2 separate regions of the Ovis aries genome follow, and region 1 is linked to region 2. Evidence: chromatin contacts called from public Hi-C data. All regions are on one chromosome and are shown on one strand. Each heading gives the region's core, a stretch centred on a gene start, on an enhancer-like site or on the middle of the called end of the contact. The rest is flanking DNA. Distances are from core to core; before and after follow the strand shown. Region 1 holds the start of SH3BP2 (SH3 domain binding protein 2). Region 2 holds the start of MFSD10 (major facilitator superfamily domain containing 10).

What was found. A called contact is a pair of places that touch in the nucleus more often than the background predicts.
Region 1: a Hi-C map of tail adipose tissue shows a contact between it and region 2, with 2.4 times the contacts expected there. The contact joins the promoter of SH3BP2 here to the promoter of MFSD10 in region 2. A contact is called at or near these places in 4 of 16 Hi-C or Micro-C datasets (hypothalamus, muscle and tail adipose tissue).

The regions. Positions count from the first base shown.
Region 1 is chr6:116,663,657-116,669,440 of ARS-UI_Ramb_v3.0, forward strand. It overlaps SH3BP2 (SH3 domain binding protein 2), which reads right to left and starts at 4,520. Exons shown (of 13, transcript XM_042251713.1): 1 at 4,425-4,520.
Region 2 is chr6:116,528,387-116,534,585 of ARS-UI_Ramb_v3.0, forward strand. MFSD10 (major facilitator superfamily domain containing 10) reads left to right here and starts at 1,429. Exons shown (of 13, transcript XM_027971295.2): 1 at 1,429-1,796; 2 at 1,925-2,142; 3 at 2,250-2,346; 4 at 2,496-2,599; 5 at 2,892-3,050; 6 at 3,131-3,292; 7 at 3,547-3,655; 8 at 3,755-3,866; 9 at 4,047-4,155; 10 at 4,243-4,333; 11 at 4,534-4,581; 12 at 4,664-4,753; 13 at 4,882-5,834. The coding sequence starts at 1,969. The coding sequence ends at 4,997. It overlaps ADD1 (adducin 1), which reads right to left. Exons shown (of 17, transcript XM_060417703.1): 17 at 5,675-6,199.

The DNA.
Region 1 (5,784 bases), core at 3,270-5,769, 140 kb after region 2:
CTCGAGTGGTGACAGCGGAGGGCACAGGAGCTGGAGCCCAGAGCCAGAGGCTGAGGTGGAAATGCAGAGGGGCCCCAGCAAGACCCCCGCACCGCTGCCTGCTGTGATCCGATTGGGAGCTTCACCGCCCGGCAGCACAGGCCTCTCGGGTGACGGGGCACCCGTGTCTCTGATGCCCAGCAGGAGCTACACATGCCCGGGCTGCAGGCCTGCTCTGCCGGGGACTTCCCTCCTCTGCGGCAGGTCCACGGGGGCATTGCTGGGCATGGGCACTCAGGCGGGGCCCTGTCCTTCGCCAGGAGCGGACTGAGCAGGAAAGGCAGACAGGGGAACACGGAGAGCAGCGCACGGGCTGCGGGCCTGCACCCAGCTCTGGGAGGTGGGGGCCAGGGTGGCAGCAGTGGGGGCCCCCAGACGGGCCGAGCTGCTCCCAATCCACGCCTGGCCCAGGGCCGGGCTGGGTACACAGGGCGCCCAGCATGAATGGGAAGCCCGGGGGACAGCGGCTTTCCGAGGGGGGCCCACCCCGCCCCTGCCCTCCTGCCCCAGGGTTAGGACTCGGAGTGGGGTGGCATAGCATCCCAGCCAGGGCCCTCGGGGGACTGTGGTTGCCGCCCTGGCTCCTCAGGCTTCGGGGTCAAACCAGGGTCTACCCTGGCATCCCAGACCCTGAGGTCAGCCCCTGACCTCCCGTCACCTTGCTGGGGGGCGGGCAGCCAGCAGTGAGGGGCAGGGGTTAGGCTGGCTCCTCCCCGGCTGGGGGCAGTGGGCAGGGGCCACCGCGGAGGTCTCTAATGCCGAAGAGGAGCGAGGCTGGATTACGACACGGAGTGGGGGAGACTGGGAGGCGGTGGATGGGCGCCCCCCCCCCCCCATGGAGCTGCAGCGTCTGCCCAGGGCCAGGGGGCGGGGGAGGCCCCAGCCTGGGTCTGGGCCACATCTCCCAGGGCAGGCTCCTCTGCAGCGTCTCACTTGAGTTCCCCAGGACTCCCGGAGTTGGAACTGCTTTCCCTCCCTTCCCCCAGGAAGTAGCTCAAGTCCAGAGAGGCACTCAGACAGGACAAGCACACGCTGCTGCTCCACGCCCTCCTCCTCTGCCTCCTGGGAGGAGCCATGCTGGCTTGGAGAAGCCGCCTCAGGGAGGTCTTCCCCAGGGCTGGCTCAGCCCCTGGCTGCGGGGGGAGCCCACCCTGGTCCCAGCACTCAGGGTGGTTACCCGTCAGCCTGGAGACCCGCCCTCCCTCTGCAGGCTCCAGCAGGCAAGACACCCACACCCACACCCCACCCGGCGGCCTGGGATGGGCGTGCTTAGCAGTGCGCCGCCCCAACCCTGGGCTCAGCCAGAACACAATAAACATCTGATTCACAAGGAAGCAAAGGGCACTTCTCGGAATCGGAACGTGGCCTCAGCGGAAGAGGTATGGACACCACGAGGGTGCCCTGCCAACCCCTCAGGCCATCACCTTGGTGACGGGGCCCACACCTTTCTAGGGCAAGGAGCGCTGGGTCCCACTGTGGCTAGCCCACAGGGGCCGAGGATCAGTGAGGCCTGGGGCCAGGGGTGAGAGAAGCGCCAGGTCTCAGCGTGGTTCCTGACGTGGGGGGATGGGCAGGGGTCAACCTATAGGTGGCCCCAGAGCCAGAAGCTCAGAATCTCTGCTGTCCAGGGAGAAGGGGGACGGTGGGGAGACTCAAGTCCCGTGGGGCCCCCTCCCCACATCTGAGCACTTCACTCCCATGGCGCCTGGAGTTGGCAGGCAGCTCAGGAGCCCGGCCCCCGAGCCCTAGTCCATCCGTGTGGCCCAGAGCTGGGGCCTTCTAGCACCCAAGTCAGGAAGTGTCATTCACAAAGGAGGCGCAGGTCTCCTGGCCGCGCCAGGAGGCAGCCCCATTTCCCCTGGCATCGTCCTGCCTGCCCTCTGAGGCAGGCCCAGCGTGGGGAGCAGGGTGGCCAGGCAGAGCGGCACTGCTGGGCCTGCCTGTCTGAAGCTAGAGTCCAGAACACTCCCCACCCCTCAGCCCCCGCCTCTGTGGCTTAGGCGGCCCACGTGTGAGACTGTCACCACCCTTGGACGACTGGTCAGGGCCACTGGAGAGTCAGAGGCCTTCTGACAACAGGCCACCTGCCTGTGGGTAGGATTTCAGAGTGTTGACCACCCCTCTACCTGCCCCCTGGGCCCCTCTGCACGGTCATCCACCCCCTCATCCATACTCTCACCACATCCGACACACACCAGCCGCTCCGGTCAAACTGGTCTGCCACCCCCAGCACTACCAGCCTCTGGCTCGGTCTGTTCCTACCTTCACGGCTGCCCTCGTGGCTCAGACAGTCATCCTTCTGACGGCAAATACTTCCTTCACCGGCCACCTGCCACTCACCTCCCTTGGCCAGGCTGCCTGGCGCTGCCTAGAGAATCACGTATGTGCGTGCCCAGGCCTTACTGAGGCCACCTAACGAGCCAGCCAATAAGGGGAGAGCAGGGCCTGCCAGTCATTGACCCTCGCAGTCTCCAGTAGAGCATCAAGGACGGGAACCAGGAGGACCCACATGGCTCCCTGATCCTGGCCACTCCTAAGAGACTTGGGCCTTTGCCACTAGACCCAAGCAGCAGGGACCTGGAGCCTGCCCTTTGCCCTCCGCCTCTCCAGGCCCCGCCCCTCCCAAGCAGCCACTGCCCGGCTATCCCTGCCCTCTAGCCCCGAGGGCTGCGGACAGCACCCTCACTGGCCCACAGTTGCTGGACACCAACCATGTGCCACCACCAGCCCCTGGACCTTCACAGCCACCTGTGCAGTAGAAAGCGGTTCACTACCTGCCTTTTGCAGACGAGGAAACCGAGGCTCAGCAGGTTGAAGCCTCCTGGCCAAGACCACACAGCTGGTAAAGAGTGGCAGCCGGATTGCCAGAAAGGACCCAGCCCCTCTGTGTGTCTCTCTGTGCCCCCCAGGCCTCCCACATGCAGGCCTGCAAGCTTGCGGGGTTCCATGTTGGGGGACGGACATTGGGGGCTGACTCAGCACCTCACTTTCTTCTGTCCACGTGAACAGAAAGGGCCAAGGGAGGTTTGGAGTCGCCTACCCGCCTACCTCTCCCAAGCTGGCCTCCTTGGTGGGCTCCTCCCTGACTCTGCAGGCCTGAGGGGCTCCCCAAAAAGGGCAGACCCTCTGTCAGTGCCCCTTTTTCCAGATGGCTAACAGGGGTCAGTACGGGCCATCTACTCCTCTGGCCAGGGTGCGCCCCAACACAGGGCACAGAGCCAACTAATAGAGTGGAACGGAGGGGAATTTGACAGAGCTCTCATCCTGGAGCCCCCATGCTGGCCCCCGGCCCGCCTGCAGTGCTGGACACGGTGGGATGAGAGCCAGGAGGTAACGGATCCCAGCCCCCTCCTCGAGTCTCAGGAGCCTGGGCCACTCATTCACTGCAGGGCTAAACATAATTCTAGAAACCTACCCTGTCTCCAGGACTTGCCCTGCCCCCTTGGCTGTCAGACTGTCCTGAAAAACTTCTACACATTTTATCATCTTCATCACAGCAGATAACATTTCCTGAGCCCCCTTTTTGCTGGGGCCTGGTTCCAGCCTCATTAGCAAGATCACATGCCCCTTGTCCATACAGAGCTCTTGTCTGAGGCCAGGGCCCTTTAGGAGTGTCTCTTTACTCAGCATGGCCACCTGGCCAGCTGGCACAGACGTCACGGGTGTTGACAGATGGGCAAACTGAGGCAGAGAGAGAGGATGTGAGGCACTGGGGCTCCAACAGGATGGAAGGAGTGGGCTCCGGGCCTGCACGCTGCTGCAGGGCCCAGGCCGAGCAACACCTCCGGTGGGAGCCACTGCCAACACTTCACCAGGGGCAGGCGAGGCCCAGAGCAGCAGGAGAGAGCCGGGCTGCTGGGAGGGGCCTGGCCCACATGTGGAAGGAAGGCTGTCCTCAACCCCCCGCTCTCTGACACTCGCCGTTCCCCAGAATACAACTCGCAGACACCCCCAGAGCCACGGGGCTATCAGTCACTCACACTTCAGTGTGAGTCAGCTCCAGCGGGCAGCTTTTCTCCACTCTGCGCTGCGCGGGCCAAGGGAACGAAAAGTTCGTAAACTCGCCGCCCGTGGCTCCTGTAATAGGGACCTGCGGCCGTCCGCGAACCCCTGGGGTCTGAGGAAGCGGGGGCCCAGAGGAACGAGGGTGACGCGGAGCAGACGCGACGCCCCGGCCCCCGCTCCTAGGCCTCCAGAGTGCACCCTGCGCACCCCGAACTCGCGCGCTTCCTCGGGGAGCGTGGCGCCGGCCGCCGGGCCTGGCGCGCGCTGGAACTGACCGGCCCCCGCCCGCTCTCTGGCGAGAACCCCGGTCCCGGAGTCTCCAGCCAGCCCGGGAGACGCGATCGCGCCCCGCCCGCCTGCGCCCCGCCGCCGTGCCTTACCTGCCGAGGCTCTGCTCCCAGCCCGCGGGCCCTGCGTGCCTGCGGCGGCTCCCGGCTCGGCCGCCAGGAGCTCCCGCCCGCCGGGCAGGCAGCCACGAGCCGGGTCCGGCCAGGAACTCTGCCCGCCCCTTCTGTCTGGCCCCGCCCCGGGCCCCGCCCCGCCCCCTCAGGCTCCCCGCCCCGTCCCTGTCCTCTCGGCCCCGCCCCTTCTGTCTGGCCCCGCCCCGGCGCGTGCCCGCCCCTTCGACATGGCCCCGCCCATGACTCGTGCCCCTTTGGTCTGGCCCCGCCCCGTCCCTGTCCTCCAGGCCCCGCCCCTCTACCTGGTCCTACCCTCACCCAGCGCCACCTCCCCAGACTCCGGGCAGGTCTACGGCCCGCCTTCACTCCCCTCCCCGCGATCTCGGCCCCGCCTCCGCTGGCTCTCCGGGCCCACCCCACCGACTCCTTTTGCCGTCTGGAGGTCTCCGCGCGCAGCTAGCGCGGGTCTCGGGGTTCAAGGTTGGGTGCAGGGTTTGGGTCAGGACCTCAGAGCCCGGGAAACCCCCATCTTTCCCCACTTCTGGTCCCGAGGCGAGAAGGCTGTGGGGTTGGCTGCGGGTGTGGACGCCATCCCCACACCTCACACAACAGATGCGCAGTAAATGCACGTGTGTGTCCTGCCCAGGGGCCCCTCATGGCTCCACTGGGGACGGCGCTGCCCCCTCCCCCGAACCCACTGATCCTGATCCTGCAGGAGGAGGGGCAGGGCCCTGTCATGATCCCCTACCCCCCATCCCCCTCACCCACCAGGCAGAAAAGGGCTTGCTGGGAACCGAACCTCTGGAATCTTGCCCTTGTTCCAGAAGAGTCTCGAAGGGCACTTTTTAGCCACTTCCAAGCCGGGACACAGATCTTGTAGCGGGTCTGGACTCCCAGGATCCAGGGGTCTTGTTCCAGGATTGGGAGGCCCAGAAAACAGTAAATGTACTTCATGTTTTACCTCCTGGGGGGCTCCCAAGCAAGGCCCTTCCCCACAACCACCAGGGTACAGGAGACACAAACCCAGTTTCAGACTAAGTTTACCCTGTTTAAGGGGAGAGGGCCTAGGCGAAAGGGGGCTTGTCAGATCTTGTAGGGAAAGGGGTTTTCTGGGAGGAGATGACTTCCTGAGAGGAGCCCCAAGGGGCAGTATAGGGTGTAGAGAGAGAGTGAATGTGTTCTTAGGAGAAGGAGCAAGGCCAGCAGGCTTAGGGGGGCTAGAGCCTTCCCAGGCAGGGCAGGGGTTCATGGCTCAGACACAATGAGGTGGAGTGGGTGGGGTCCCTGGTCCCAGAGCTTAGGAAATTGTGGGCAGGGGAAGGACAGGGCCTGGCTAGGG
Region 2 (6,199 bases), core at 179-2,678:
CAGAAGTGACCAGGGGAGGTCTGAGGATCGATCAGCCAGACTGGGCACATGCAAGATGAGAAAGAGGGTGACCAATTCAGACCTCCCCAGCGGAGCGGAGGCTGGTGGGAGTCAAGAGTGATTTGGGCATTAGTAGGCAGTGTTGGGGCCAGAGCACCCCCTGAGAGCAGGCGGAGGGGAGTGGGGATGGCCTCCGCGGATAAGCGTTCGTCCTCTCCGCTGTCCCCCTAGGACTGTTCCCGTAGGTGTCCGCCAGGTGGGTGGCTCCACAGATCTCAGGCCCTGGTGGGTGTCCGAGCCACAAATGGGGTGGGCTTCTCCTTGCTGGGTAGCCCGGCCTGCTGTGCAGCCTCAAGGTTCCACCTCATGTAAACTTGTAGGGCAGCCGCTGCTATTTCACCCGGCGCTGGGCGCCGAGGTATTGCTGCCGAGTTCTGTTGGGAGGGGAATCGGCCCCAGCTCCGGGCCCCGTGTCACCCTGCATCGCCACCTCGGCCCGGCCCAGGCTTCTGCACCCCGTTGCAGGCCTTGTCCTGGAAAAGGTTAGTACTAGGCGGCATGTCCGTCTCAGCCCTGCCTCCTCCAGGACAAGGGGGCCTATAGAGGGTCTGGGAAGAAGGTGGTGGTGATGGCAGCTGTCACCGTCTGGCCAGGCGCCAGACAGGGCTGCTCTGAGAGCCCCCAGCCATCTCAGCTCCGCCGTCACGCCTGAGCCGTGCCTGCTCTTCGGGGAGAGCGGACTGGTACTCAAGGGAAACAGCTGTACGACGGGAAAAGGGACCGCCGTGAAGCTTATTTGAAGTTCGTGTCGTCTACAGAGGAGTGCATTAGTGTCGAGCAGTCAGGAGGGGGTGGCCTGTCCTGGTCGGCTCGACCACAGACGCCTGCATTTCAAGAGTCGGACGGGAAGCGGGAGGTGCAGGCAGGCCCTCCGGCTGCTAGGGGAGCCCAAGCCAGGCCCCCAGGCGCCATGCGGGCAGCTGCCCCTCCCCGGCGACCCCGGGCAGGCGGGACGCCGGACAGTCCCGCCTCCACGCCCCACCGTCCCCGCTGCGGCCCGAGTGCGGGCGAGCCCGCGTCCCCGCGCCGACTCCGCGGCTGTATTTCGGACGCAGGCCTCTGGCCGGGGCGGACGGCGCGAGGAGCGTCCGGCCAGGATGGACCCCGCCCTCCGGACGGGGCACCCAAAGCCTAGGGTCCTCAGCGGGCGGGTCGTCCCTCGGGCGCAGAATCTGGGGGCAAATGGGGCTGCACCTGTCAGGCGCCCCCGATCGGACCCGTTCCTGCCAGGAAGCCGGCCCGGAACCGAGCTGGTGAGGCCCGGCACAGTGCCCGGAAGAGCGGTCGCGGCGGCCCGCCCACTTCCGGATTATGAAACCACGCCCACTTCCGAGCGGGGACCCACGCTGGCTTCCGGGTGGGCGGGGCGGGGTCTGCGCACCCGCCCCTGCCGGCGGTCCTCTGCGCGTGCGTCTGTCCGTCCGTCCGTCCGTCCATCCGTCAGTCCATCCATCCCCTGGTCTGTACTGCGCGCGGCGGGGGCGGGGCCGGGCGGGGCGGGCGGGGGTCGTTCTCCGGCTCGCCAAGCTGCCCCTTGCTCCCGCCTGGGCCTGGGTTTCCCCGACCGCTCCGCCCGGGACCGTGGGTGCGGGGGCCGGGAGGTGCCGGGGCCACGATGCCCCGCCCGGCCCCCGCCTGGTCGGCCTCCCAGGCTGGCCGTTTCTTTGCGTAACTCCCCCACAGCTTGCGTTTCCTGCTGCCCAGGGTCGGGGGCAGGGCGCACAGAGCGACAGCCGGTAACGGGGCAGACAGATCCTTCAGGGGTGCTCTGGCAGTGAGGGTTGGGGACACTTCGCGGGCGAAGGTGGGTGGGCGTCGGGGCCGGGTAACCGGACGTGCCTTCGTGCACCGTGCTCTTGTGCAGACCCGTCACACGCTCGGCCGGGCCTGCTCGGAGCCGCTCCCATCATGGGCTGTGGAGCCGGCGGGAGCTGCACGCCGCGCCCGCCCATCCGCCAGCAGCCGGCACCAGAAACCCGCGTGGTCGCTGTGGTCTTCCTTGGCCTCCTGCTGGACCTCCTGGCCTTCACCCTGCTGCTACCCCTGCTGCCTGGGCTGCTGGAGAGCCACGGCCGTGCCCACGTGAGCCCCTCCCCTCCAGCCCCACTGCCCCTGCGCCCCGCCGTGGCTGCTCCTGGCTCCCAGCCCCTCAGAGGCGCCCCAGTCTGCCACGCCTTCTTGTCCCCCAGGACCCGCTCTACGGCTCCTGGCAGCGCGGGGTGGACTGGTTTGCAGCAGCCATAGGGATGCCAGCGGAGAAGAGATACAACAGCGTCCTGTTCGGAGGTGCGGTCCCGAGCTGGGCCGAGGCCTCCCCACGCCTTGGTTCTCACCTTCTCGCTCTGGGGCATGGTCCGCCCCCTCTCCCCGTGGAGCGTCCACTTCTCTTGGGGCTCCCCGGGCCGAGTGGTGACCGTGAGCTCTGTCTCTTCCAGGTCTGATCGGCTCCGTTTTCTCGCTCCTGCAGTTCCTCTCAGCACCACTCACAGGGGCCGTGTCTGACTGCCTGGGGAGGCGCCCGGGGATGCTGCTGTCCCTGGTACGGGTGTCCGCCTGGCAGCCCTCTGGGAGGCAGCTGTGGGCTCTCCGTGGCCCCTCAGTGGCCCTCAGTGCTCCCTGGGGGAGGTGTTTGGGGGGAGCAGGGCTTCTGGAGCTAAGCCAGGGTGTGGCAGAGCTGCTCCTGCCAAGGGGTCACTGGGCATAGAAGTGGCCTTTGGCGGCTCCAGAACAGGGCAGGGCCCCAGGAGTACTGCTCCAGCCTGCCAGCCCCACTGTGGGCCCCTCCTGGCCCCAAGTGACGGCCCCTGCCCTTGGCCCCTGCCCTGGGGCAGGCAGGTGTGGCCACCTCCTACGCCGCGTGGGCCGCCTCGAAGAGCTTTGCGGCCTTCCTGGCCTCCAGGGTGATAGGCGGCATCAGCAAGGGGAACGTTAGCCTCTGCACCGCCATCGTTGCCGACCTGGGCTCACCATCTGCCCGCAGCAAGGGCATGGTGAGTGGCCCTGGGGCTTTGGGGTGGGGGTCTCTGGGGCTTGGGTCTCCCTGCTCGCTCAAGCACCCTCTTTTCCCCAGGCAGTCATCGGGGTGGCCTTTTCTCTGGGTTTCACTCTGGGCCCCACCCTGGGAGCCTTCCTGCCCTCGGAGACGGTGCCTTGCCTGGCCCTGCTCTTTGCCATCTCTGACTTGCTGTTCATCTGGTGCTTCTTGCCAGAGACGCTGCCCCCACAGAAGCGGGTAAGGTGGGAGCCAGACAGCGCCCAGGCTGGGGCAGGTGGGGACGCCCATCAAGTGTCCCAGCTCCAGGTGCTGGGAAGGCCGGGCTACCCCCTTCTGGTGTCCAGATGCTCTTGAGAGCGCAGCGCCTCCTGGGACCCCATGGTTCCCAGACCCCCCGGCCTCGCTGGGGCTCTGCAAGATGCAGGGGCCGAGCGGGTTCGTCAAGCCCACCCCCAGGCCCCCTAGTGGACCCTCAGTGCTGACCCCCGCAGGCGCCGTCCGTCTCCCTGGGGTTCCGGGCGGCCGTGGACCTGCTCAGCCCTCTGGCCCTGCTCCGCTTCTCGGCTGTGGCACGGGGCCCAGACCCGCCCACTGGAGTCAGTAAGGAGCGGGCATTGGCGGGTGGGGCTGGGGGTCCCTCAGGCTACCTTGGGGGCTGCATGCGGGTCAGGGCCACAGCCCCTCCTCGCTGCCCCCCAGGGCTTGGCAGCCTGCGCGGCCTGGGCCTGGTCTACTTCCTCTACCTGTTCCTGTTCTCGGGCCTGGAGTTCACGCTCAGCTTCCTGGTGCACCAGCGCTTCCAGTTCAGCAGGTGGGACGCCTCGAACCCCGGCGGATCCCCACCTCGGCACACGCGTCCCCCGGGCCCAGTCCAGGGTCCTGGGGCGGACTGCGCGGCGCCCCGAGGACAGGGACCGAGGTCACCCAGGCTGCCTGGCCATGTGAGGGCAGCACCGGCAGGGCAGGGGTGCTGACAGCTCGCCCCTCGCAGGGTAGAACAGGGGAAGATGTTTTTCTTCATCGGTCTCACCATGGCCACCATCCAGGGAGCCTATGCCCGGCGGATCCGCCCTGGCAGGGAGATCGCGGCTGTGAAGCGGGTATGGAGTTCCCCGGGGCTGGGGGCAGGCGGTGCCCGCGCTCTGCGGAGGCAGTGGGGGCTCTCAGACCGGCTGTGCCGCCCACAGGCCATCCTGCTGCTCATCCCCGCCTCCCTCTTCGTCGGCTGGGGACACACGCTGCCCATCCTGGGCCTGGGGCTGCTCCTCTACTCCTGGGGTGAGTGGGCCTGCGGGCCGGAGCGGAGCCAGCGGCTGAGGGCGGGGCCTCCGGGTGTGAGGGCCGGGCGGGGGCGGGGCCTGTGAGTGGCGAGGGCGGGGCCTGCGGGGGCGGGGCGAGGCGGGCCGGGCCGGGCCCCCCTCCCATCTCCGTCGGCCTCTCCTCCGGGCTGACCGGTGTCTTCCCCGGTGTCTCCCCAGCCGCAGCCGTCGTGGTCCCCTGCCTGTCCTCCGTGGTCGCCGGCTACGGTGAGAGGCCCTGCCCTGGGCCGAGGCCAGCCCCTGGGAGGCGGTCTGAGGGCCCCTGACGGCTGTCCCCTCTCGCCCACAGGCTCGCCCCGGCAGAAGGGCACGGTCATGGGCACGCTGCGGAGCCTGGGCGCCCTGGCCAGGGCCGTGGGGCCCGTGGTGGCCGCCTCAGGTGAGGCTGCGGTACGGCCCTCGGGGCATGCTGGAGGCCCGGCCAGCCCCGGGCTGGGGTTGTGGCTGGCCGAGCTGCAGGGGGCAGGTGGGCCCGGGGCACCGTCACCTCCCCCGTTGTCTCCACAGCGTACTGGCTGGCCGGCGCCCGCGTCTGCTACACCGTGTGCGCGGCGCTCTTCCTGCTCCCCTTCTCCATCCTGCGGACCCTGAGCCCGGCGGCGCGGACACTCAAGGCCGAGTAGCTGGGCCGCCCGCCTGCGGTGATGTGAGGGCGGGGGACTGCGCGGGTAAGGGGGTCCTGGGCCAGGCCAGCTCCCCACTGCCCGCCTGACCCCCTCCGGCCCCCTGCCCCCCGCCCCCGGGGCCTGGGACTTGCAGCTCCAGGATGCAAGATACTCCGGCATGGACCTGCCTGTCAGGATCAGACTCAAGCCTTCCAGACTTTGTCTTCAGTTCTCAGCGACACAGGGCCTCAGCTGGGCCTCAGAATGACAAAGCAGCTGTTACACACCAAGTGCCTTCCTGCAGCGCACACCCCGTCCCCCCACACCCTGGAGGCCCCCAGGAACCAGGGGCAGCAGCCGGAGTGACAGCTGTTCCAGCTGCACCGACCACAGGGTGCCAAGCTCCGCCCAGCCGTTTCCCTTCTACCCTGGGGTTGGGGGGGGAGGCCGCCTGACGTCCCTCCCCTTGCCCAGGGCCCTGGCCGGAAGCCCCCAACGCCGCCCTCTGGGGAAGAACAGGCAGACCCCTGGGGCAGGGTGCTTTTCAGACAGAGTATCCCCCATGGTCCAAAGTGACAAACTCTGCTGATCAAGAGATAAGCGCTCACTTTGTAATCTTTGGAACATTAAACTTCTGAAGTCCTATTTTAAAGGAGCAAACAAAAGGAATTAAGATGCGAGACTGCTTCCCAAGGTTAGACAAGGAAACTGCGTAAAGAATTTTATTTGTGAGTAAAACATGTTACAATGAAGAAAGGCCATAGGACCTGTCCTCCCAAGCCTGTGTCTGTATATGCAACCAAACTTCATGTTGAGATACAAAGAGTTAAAATAAACTACAAAAATGAAATTAAAGTCATTGCATATGTGGGGTGAGAGGAAGGGAGGGCAGGAGGAGCCTGTGGTTAACTGAGTGCAGGGTAAGGCTGGGGAGCTCGACCACCACCAGGACAAGACAACAGAGAGCAGCTCGCCAGGAAGCTCGAAGCAGAGGTCAGCGCCATGCAGCCGGCCTCGGGTCCCCTCCACCCCAGGGGCCTATTGGGACAGGCTGGCACTGGAGCTCCTGGGACGGCCGACCGTCGAGGAGACCCCGGCCACCCCAAGTTCCAGACAAGCAGCCCCCCACTCTGCTCTACGGATGTGGCACTAGAGGGCAGGAGGGGCCTTGTGGTGACCGCAGGACGTCAGTGGACCTCTGGGGCTGACCCTCACCCTGA